Regions from separate parts of the Pan troglodytes genome. Here region 2 is linked to region 1. Evidence: chromatin contacts called from public Hi-C data. All regions are on one chromosome and are shown on one strand. Each heading gives the region's core, a stretch centred on a gene start, on an enhancer-like site or on the middle of the called end of the contact. The rest is flanking DNA. Distances are from core to core; before and after follow the strand shown.

Region 1 (4,714 bases), core at 611-3,110:
ACTCTCCAATACATATGGAAAGCGGGGTGGTGGGGTAGCTTTCCAGCATTGTTCCAGTGGTTCCCAAACATTTGTGTCCATTGGGATTCCTGGAGAGCTCATGGAACAGGCTGCCGGGCCCCATACCAGGGTTCCAATTTGTCAGGCCTGGGAGGGACCTGGGAATTCCGCTCCTGACCAGCTCCCTGGTGTTGCTGATGCTGCCGGCCGGGGGTCACACAATGAGAACCACCTCCCAGCATTAGCATCACTGTAGTGGGCTGAGCGGGGATCCCCCAAAGTATGACCAGGTCCTAACCCCTGGCACCTCAAATGCGACCTTATTTGGGTAATAGGGTTTTTGCAGGTGTAATTAGGTTAAACACGTTGAGGCGAGGCCATGCGGGATTTAGGGTCGCCCTGAATAGAATGGCTGGTGCCTTATAAGAATAGAGAAGGCAGAGACCACAGAAAAGACCACGTGAAGACAGAGGGCAGAGACTGGAGTGATGCGGCCACAATCCAGGGAATGCTGGGAGCCCTCCGCGGCTGGAAGAGGCAGGAAGGACCCTCCTTTAGAGCCCCCGGTGGGAGCACAGCCCTGCCAATGCCCTGATTTCTGACCCCCGGAACTGTGGGAGAAGAAACCTCTGCTGTTCTGAGCTCCGGGTCGGTGGTGATTTGTTGTGGCAGACAGAGGAGACCAGTGCAGCCCCCGAATTGTGCTCATTAGCAGCCACTTCTGGGTGCCGAGCTCCGCAAGACCTCACATTGCGACCTCCAGGCAGCCAAGGCCACATGGGGCAAGTGCAACGATTTTATGCTTCTGCGCCCTGCTGTTTCTCCATGCAGCGGCCCAGGGGTGCTTCTGGAACACATCTAGGCCTGAGCCCCTGGGTTCCAGGAGCCTGTGGAGAGCTTGCAGCCTGGGGCTGTCCCCAGGGCCCCTCTCTCTCAGTTTTGTTTGGAGCGGTGGCCTCGAATGCTGCCCGAGCCTGGGCTGGGGGTACCAGCTGGGCAGAGGGATGCCCTGTGACCTCTCAGGGGGCTGCGGCATCTGGGGACAACCTGCCCTGGGCCCAGGGTTGGGGGGTCAATGGGACAGGCATGGCGGGGTGGTGCTGGTGCAAAGCTGCCTGCCCAAGTGGGGAGTGCTCCAGCCGCATGGGGCATCAGTCACCTTGGGTATTTCTCCAGGAGCAGGCAGTCTGGGAGACCTCAGAGGAGGCCTGCTGGCTGGTCCACTGGTTTGTCAATCACTGGCAGGGCAGAGAGTGATGAGCTGGGCTTGGAGGGGACACAGTCTTGGATATGAGCCCAGCTCTGTGGGCACGGGCACTGTGGCCCCTTTTCCACTGGCCTCAGGTTCCTGGTGTGTGAGATGAGGTGGAAGTGAGTGGGAGGGGCTCCTGGCAGGGCTGCGAGCCTCCTACCTCTCGGTCCCACATCGGTGCTGGGTCCCAATGCCCACCTTGTCTCAGGGGTGACGTTATCACCTTTTGAAGAAGCCCCAGATGGTGTTGAATAGCGATCGCCACCCCCCAGTGTGCACCAGGGAAGGAGCATCGTAGACCTAGCAGATGAGGGCAGGCATGACTGAGCCCGTCCCAGCTGGGCCTGGGGACCAGAGGCTTGTAACCTACAAGATGCCCTCAGAGCATAATTTGCATACAGGTGAGGGCCTGCGACAGAGGCCCTGCATGTCCAGAGGCAGGGCCAGGTAGAGTAGGTAGGCTAGACACACCTGGAGATGCTGCCCTGGGCACACGCAGTTCCTGGGTAGGCCAGCGGAGGGCAGCAGAGCCTAGCAGCAGGCGACCCAGTGCCCAGGCCCTGGTACCCTCCTTGTCCTGCTCAGCACCAGGCCCGGGAAGGCAGGGGGAGTCCCCTCCTGGCAGGAGCTCCTCCTCCTCCTGGCAGCCTTCCTGGGCCTGTGCTGGGAACCTTACAACCCTTGCCTAAGGGACCCTAGGGGAATCTGTGTGGTGGCAGTGACAACCAACACTTGTTAGATTCTAGCCAGGAGGGAGGGTAGCTTGCTCTTAGTGGGGAGAGGGTGTGATGAGGTGGGCTGCTGGCTCCCACCACCAGGCCAGCCGGCCACCTGGAGTGCAGGGCACTGATGGGGCCCTCTCTGGCTGTGGGGTTCCCACTGGGTGGGGCTGGAGCAGCCCCTGGGTCTGTCTACCTGCCAGTCACTGTGGGGACACTCAGACTCCCTTCTCCCCGGGTGGGCCACGTCAGTGCCCCCAGGCATGTGAGGTGCTGAAAAGACCCTGCGCTTCTGTGGGTATGCGACTCATTCCACCTCATTTCCCCAGAAATCCGGGTCTCCAGGAGGCTCTTGCAGTCACCCCTTGCCGGTGCGTGCGCTTAGGGAAAGGCCATTTTCAGGCTTCACTGGGGCAAAGGAAAGAGGCTCTGTGCCTGGGGATGCAGTGGGCCACTGGTGAGGGGGGTCACGCTTTGCAGACAGGGCCAAAGTCCCAGAAGGGGAAATAGGTTGGGAGCTATCAGAGGCCGAGTTGGACAGCTCCGCCTTTCCCCCCGCACTGCACAGCCCCTTCTCCTGGAAGTGGACAGGGCAGGGAGGACTGAGAGGGGAAACTGAGGCCCAGACATCCCAGGCAATTTCTGAGGTCACCCCAATGTCTGTTCCTTGAGTGCAGCAGTGGCTTGGGCCCCGGGTGCCCTGCCTGTCCATCAGCTCTGCCCACGCCCCCTCCCTGATTTTTCTCCTTGGCAAAGCCCACCCAGCCTCTGGCACAGCCCTGGAAAAATGGTCAAGGAAAACTCTGGATGCTGGGCCAGCATCACAGCAGAGCCTGGGGGACCCTGGACCTCCGTCGGTGGCTGCAGCGGGAACACTGTGTGGAAGTGTGCTGTGCATACTCATGCATCCTCACTTCTGACTTAACAGAGGAGGGAGCTGGGGCTCAGAACATCCTGGAACACGCCCACCCCTGAGCACACCTGGGCTGGCTGCCTCCAGAAACCAGGGTGGTGTTGGCCACTCTGATAGGCAAAAGGGATTGCATTTGTTTTGGGGACTGTCTGAGGTTAGAAGTCACCCAGTGAAGACAGGAGAACACAGGTGGGGGATATTGTCTCAGTCTGAGTGCCCAAAGGTGGCGGTATTAGCTCAGCCGTGGGGACAGGCAGTGCACAGCCTGTGCTCTGGCCAGGAGGAAGGGGTGCATCAGGGGCTCTGTGGCTGGAGGCAAGGAGACCTCTCAGTAGAGCTGGGAAGGAGGAGTGGGGGCCCTGCTCCCGTGAGAGGTGGCAGGTGGGCAACGATGGCCATGGCTGGGCTGGAGGGAAACTGCTGACCCACGTCACTCGAGCGGGACATGAGACTGGCCCAGGCAGAAGGGCCTGAGACCCCAGGACCCTCATCAAACGTTCACCGGCTCCTTGGGGTTTGATGAAGGGTTCGCAGGCCCGGCAGTGTGCCCCCTCTGGGAGGCAGTCTTGCCCGGCTCATCCACCTCTGGCATTTGTTTCAGTTGCCAAGAATTTGTTTGGGGGCGCCAGGGCTGATGGTCCCACTTTCCACCTGGCAAGTAGTCCTGCCGCATAACTGAAAGGCAGCGACTCCACATGACCACGGGGCAGGCAGGATGGCGAGCTCTGCTCCAACCTGCATGGTGGCAGCGGCCCCGGGAGGCGGACTCCGGGCTGGACGGGAGACACGGGGGAAAAGTGAATCTGGTAGAGGTTACAGAGGGGCCACCCACTTGGCTGGTGCAAGCAGGAACCCTCTCCAGAGAGGCCACCCTTCCAGGCTCTGGGGACCCGAGCATAGGGTTGGCGAGTTCTGGCATTTATTATTATTATTTGTTCCAGAACAAAATTCAACTCCCATCCTCAGTTGGCCAATAATGTGGTAGGAACAGGTGGGAGCTGACCCCCAGATGCGGGGTGCTGGGTGCTGTGCTGATTTTCTGGGGCTGCTGTGCAAAGTACCACAGCCTGAGTGGCTTTAGACCATGGAGATGTGCTGTGTTGCAGTTCTGGAGGCCAGAAGTCCCAGGTGCAGGTGCCAGCAGGACCGGGCACCCTCTGAAGGCCCTAGGGAAGCGTCCCTCCTTGCTGCTCCTGGCTTTTTGCGGCTCTGGTGTTCCTTGGCTTGTGGCTGCGTCGTTCCAGTCTCTGTCTCCCCCTTCATGTGTCTTCTCCTCTGTGTGTGTCCACATTTCTCTCTACTTATAAGGACACCGATTGTATTGGATTCAGGGCCTTCCCTGCTCCAGTATAACCTCAACTTATTACATCTGCAGGAACCTTATTTCCAAGTAAAGTCACATCTGAGATTCCAAGTGGATGTGAATTTTAGGAGCACCTGATTCTACCTTTCCAGGTGTTTTCTCTCTCACAAGCATTCACGAGCAGGCAGCTTTTTGATTTTTACGGTAAGGGGCGGAACCCAGCAAGGCATTGGGAGGGGTGAAGGCCAGAGAGTGGGGTGCAGGTATCAGGAATGAAGGGATGGGGGCCAGGGAGGCTCTAGCATCCAGTCTTCCTTCTGATCCCAGCCTTGCCATTTTCAGCTGTTTGGTGTTTGGGCAAATTATTGGACCTGCCTGAACTTTAGTTTCCACATCTGTAAAATGGGCCCGTTATTTCTCTGCACTGCACTGGCATCAGTTGCTGGTTCTCTGTAGCAAATGGAGACGACAGAGTCGGTTTGTACAGGGCCAGGAATGGTGTCCTCAGAAATGTTCCGGGGGTGGCC
Region 2 (4,241 bases), core at 317-2,816, 330 kb after region 1:
GAAGCCCAAGGAGGAATCACCCTCATGGCTCACTGAGAAGGATTGGCCACCCTCAGTCTTGTGGACTGAAGACTCATTTCGGAGCCACTCCAGGGTTGAGGCAGAGTGTGCTCCCAAGGGGTGGTTGTGCCCTGGCTCACGGCCCTGAACACAGTAGGTCTTCAACTAATACAGCAGGAAGAAATGGTGCCAGGACAGCTCTCCACGTTGAAAGTTCTTCCTTGTTAGCCCAAGCCAGGCTCCTTTGAGGATATCATTCAGATTATTACTTTGCTTGGGGTAGGGTCCCAGGCACAGCTCCGGGCATGGGTGCAGGGATCACACTGGACACACCAGATTCAGACCCTTGCAGAGCCCCTTCCCTGCTGCAGGGGGCAGAAAAGAACAGATAAGCGATGGTGCATAGTGGGGCAGCAGCTACCCCCAGACTTAAGAAGAGGACCAGGACATTTTTCGGGTTTCTGGTCAATTAAATAGAACGCCAAGCAGAGTCATGTTCTAAGCATCTATGTTTAACAAATCTGTACTTCAAATGCACACCCTCTCTGCTGAAAGAACACAGTCCCATCGAAGTATTTTTGCCTGATGGGAGGGATTAGAATTTTCGTGGCAACATTACATCACTTTAGACCAAAGCGACAGTGTCTGGGAAGACAGAGCTGGTTCTGCACGTACCTCCGCTCCACAGTCACGGACACTGACGTGCTCAGGGGTCGGCGCTCAGGATCACCGGGCAGCCGTACGTGTCCCAGGCAGCGGGAGCCCCGGCAGTGCCAGCTCCCACACCATCCGGCTGTGACAAACTCAGGTCCTTGGTGACAGGGAGCCTCTGCCAAGACAGTCCGAAAATTGGAAGGGGCCCCGCTCATCTTTGTGGGGTCCCCAAGAGCTTCAGATAAATTTGCTGAGCACCGGCTTCCTGATCACATTTCACATTTGACCAAACGATGTTCCTCTGCAGCCTCCCTCCCTTGGTCCCCAAATTTTCTAGAAGCTAGATGCAGAGGATGTCCTTTGTCAAGGGAAAAAGAAGTGTTTCCTTTGGGATAAAAGGACACACACACGAGTGTTTATGCACATGCAGATACGTCTGCCTCTCTCTATGGACATGTATAGAGATTTGGTTGTTTATGCATAAAATATCCCTGCATGGATACCCGGGAAACTGGTAATGTCAGTTGCCTTTAGGGAGGAAAACTAGGGGTCTGGGAGTCTTAAGTAGGATAATTTTTTAACCATATTTTATATATTTTTAAATTGTTCTACTCTGAGAAAATTTGAAAGTGTATAAAAAGCAAGCTCTGAGCCCCTTGTCTTCAACCCCGGGGCCTCTCTTGCCTGAAGTCCTGCCATGAAGATGAATCTCTGCCTGTACCCAGTTCCGTCAGGGCCCTGCTAAGGGGTGAACAGAGGACACCACACCGAGGGGCCACCCATTGTCTCCCAACCTCGGTTCCCAGGACTCCCGTCCCCACGGGCCCTCTAGACTCTGTGAGACTGTGATTCTGGGCTGGGTGAAGCCGGACCTGCCGCAGGGCCGATGCCGGCCTTTATGGAGCCAGCCCTGGAATCTCAAAAATGTCCTGTGGTCAGGCCTGAGCTTTGTTAGTGACTCAGCAGAAAGCACCCAGCCCTGGCCCCGTGGCAGGCAGGCCAGCCCCAACCTGGGGTGCAGCCTCGGGCCTCCAGCGTCCAGAGCCCAGGCCTGTGGGGATGTAGGCCCAGTGGGTGAGTGGCCACTGTCCAGACCCTCTGTCTCAGCGAGGCATCAAAGGCTGGCAGAGTTGGCTGCTGGGGGAGCCCCTGGATGGGGCCAGAGCCCCGGTTCCGGGCTGAACTGTGTCCTGACCTGCTGGCTGACCTCCAAGGCCTCAGTTTCCCCATTCACAGGAGAAGACCAACTGCATGTAAGCAGAAGCCTGACATTAGAAATGCAGCTGTTCTGTGATGCAGGTGGCGTGCTTGTCAAGGGTAAAAGCACAGGAGGCTGATGGGCCACCCAGGCTGTGTGGCCACAGGCAGCCTTCATGCCCTGGAGCCCCAGTTTCTCCTCCATGAAATGAGGCTAATAAGACTTCCTCCATGCCGGGAACCGTGGCTCATGCCTGTAATCCCAGCACTTTGGGAGGCTGAGGCAGGCATATCACTTGAGGTCAGGAGTTCGAGACCAGCCTGGCCAACATGGTGAAACCCCGTCTCTACTGAAAATACAAAAATCAGCCAGACATGGTGGGACGCACCTGTAATCCCAGCTACTCAGGAGGCTGAGGAAGGAGAATCACTTGAACCCAGGAGGCAGAGGTTGCGGTGAGCCGAGATTGTGGCAGTGCACTCCAGCCTGGGTGACATAGTGAGACTCTGTCTCAAAAAAGAAGACTCCCTCCAGTATCCGTGCTTGGGATGATTAAATGAGACAGTGCAGTCTTTAAGACATCAGCTGCCGCCAGCACCTTGAGGCTGCTGAATACCACCTGTCCCATCACTGACACGATGCTTCCACTCTGCTTATTTTCTTAAATAAATGTATTTTTACTGGCTACTTGATAGCACTGCCATATGTGGTGGATCAACGTCACTTGCCATAAATAGATTACACATTAAAAGTCACCCTTCACAATAGGGCTAAAACCCAGCCATCTGTGTCCCACCCCAAATCAGCTCACACAGCCCCAGATTTGGGGACACTGTGAGATGAAGACATAAGTAACAAGCTTCGTATGCAATGATGGTAGAAAGGCAGGCAGAGGCGACACGATTTGCTCATTTAATTCTGCAAGCTTGGTGTTAGGGTTCACTTATGGCTGCCTTTCTTTTCTTTCTTTTCTTTTCTTTCTTTCTTTCTTTTTCTTTCTTTCTTTCTTTCTTTCTCTCTCTCTTTCTTCTTTCTTTCTCTCTCTCTCTTTCTTTCTCTCTCTTTCTTCCTTTCTTTCTTTCTTTTTTTTTTTTTTTTTTTTACAGAGTCTTGCTCTGTCACCCAGGCTGGAGTGCAGTGGCGTGATCTCGGCTGACCCCAACCTCCGCCTCCCAGGTTCAAGCAATTCTCCTGCCTCAGCTTCTGGAGTAGCTGGGACTTCAGGCGTGCGCCACCACGCCCACTTAATTTTTTGCATTTTTAGTAGAGACGGGGTTTCACTATGTTGTCCAGGCTGGTCTCAAACTCCTAAGCTCAGGCGATCTGCTTGTGTCAGCCTCCCAAAGTGCTAGGATTACAGGCATGAGCCACCACGCCTGGCCTGCCTTTCTTATTAGGGGATTTTTAAAATTCCAGTTAAAATCAGCAAAGGCCAGAGAGAGGTGTTCTACACCTTCATGTTAACAAAATTATTTTAAAATGAGAAAAGCAGGTGCTGGGGAGGATGTGATGAAGCCAGCGCTCACGCAGGCATCAGCAGGTTCACACGTGTGAAGCACGCATGTGCTCAGGAAGGGTTGGTTAGCATGATTATCATATCCTGTTGGTGGTAACTATAAACTGGAACAGGACAGAGGGAAAACAGTACAGAAATAACAACTACTGAGCCAGGGCCATGAAAATGTACGCAGCCCCAAAGCTAATGATTCTAGGCCTAAACACTGATCTCAAGGAAATAGTCTCCCCACCTCATGTAACGAGGCCCCTGCTGAGACAGACCTGCTGATCCTAGTCGTCCACGTCCTGTTATTTCAATGCTCGTCACTCACCCTGCCCCAGCCCACCGAAACTTCCGCATTTCCCCACCAGTCAAGCTCTCGTGTTGGGGGCTTTGTGCTTTCTTGAAGCAACTTCCCCAACCCTGGCATCCAGGTTTTCCCTCCGGCACCCCTCCACCCCTGCTCAGACTGCCCCCCTCAGGAAGGTCAGAGCTGGCCCTGGTGTCCACAGAGGCACCTGCCCAATGCCCCCGCACTCCTTTGCCTGTGTGTTTTTCTCCAGAGCACTTATGCCCACCCAACATGGTCCATCTCATGGTTACTTACTGTTTATTTGGTTTATTGTTCATCTCCCTGAACTACAGAATGTCAGCTCCGGAGGATGGTGACTTGTTCACCGCTGCACCCTCAGCACCCAAAGGAGAATCTGGCGGTCAGGAAATGCTTGGTGGATGTTTGTTGAATGAATAAATGATGCTGACAATGCAGACCGTCCAAACGTCTAAGCCAGTTAGCATGCAGACACTCAACCCACCATGTGGAAACATGGGAACCCACTGAGAGGGAAAGGCAGAGGTGGACGCGCACCTGCGGCGATTAATTAAATCCAT

What was found. Hi-C and Micro-C count contacts between places; a contact is called where the count stands out from the background.
Region 2: a Hi-C map of stem cell-derived neural progenitor cells shows a contact between it and region 1, with 3 times the contacts expected there. The contact joins two enhancer-like sites. A contact is called at or near these places in 1 of 7 Hi-C or Micro-C datasets (stem cell-derived neural progenitor cells) and 1 of 1 other capture datasets (stem cell-derived neural stem cells).

What each region holds. Positions count from the first base shown.
Region 1 is chr9:71,149,376-71,154,089 of NHGRI_mPanTro3-v2.0_pri, forward strand. All of the region lies in intron 19 of TPCN2 (two pore segment channel 2), which reads left to right. Among named protein-coding and RNA genes, the nearest start is that of TPCN2, 52 kb to the left of the region's middle. Within about 2 kb of position 1,861, at least 2 of the 24 cell types and tissues checked have an H3K27ac peak or open chromatin away from gene starts, as enhancers often do. A contact at or near this core is called in stem cell-derived neural progenitor cells, where this site is marked.
Region 2 is chr9:71,474,960-71,479,200 of NHGRI_mPanTro3-v2.0_pri, forward strand. No RefSeq gene overlaps it. Among named protein-coding and RNA genes, the nearest start is that of MYEOV, 130 kb to the left of the region's middle. Within about 2 kb of position 1,567, at least 5 of the 24 cell types and tissues checked have an H3K27ac peak or open chromatin away from gene starts, as enhancers often do. A contact at or near this core is called in stem cell-derived neural progenitor cells, where this site is marked.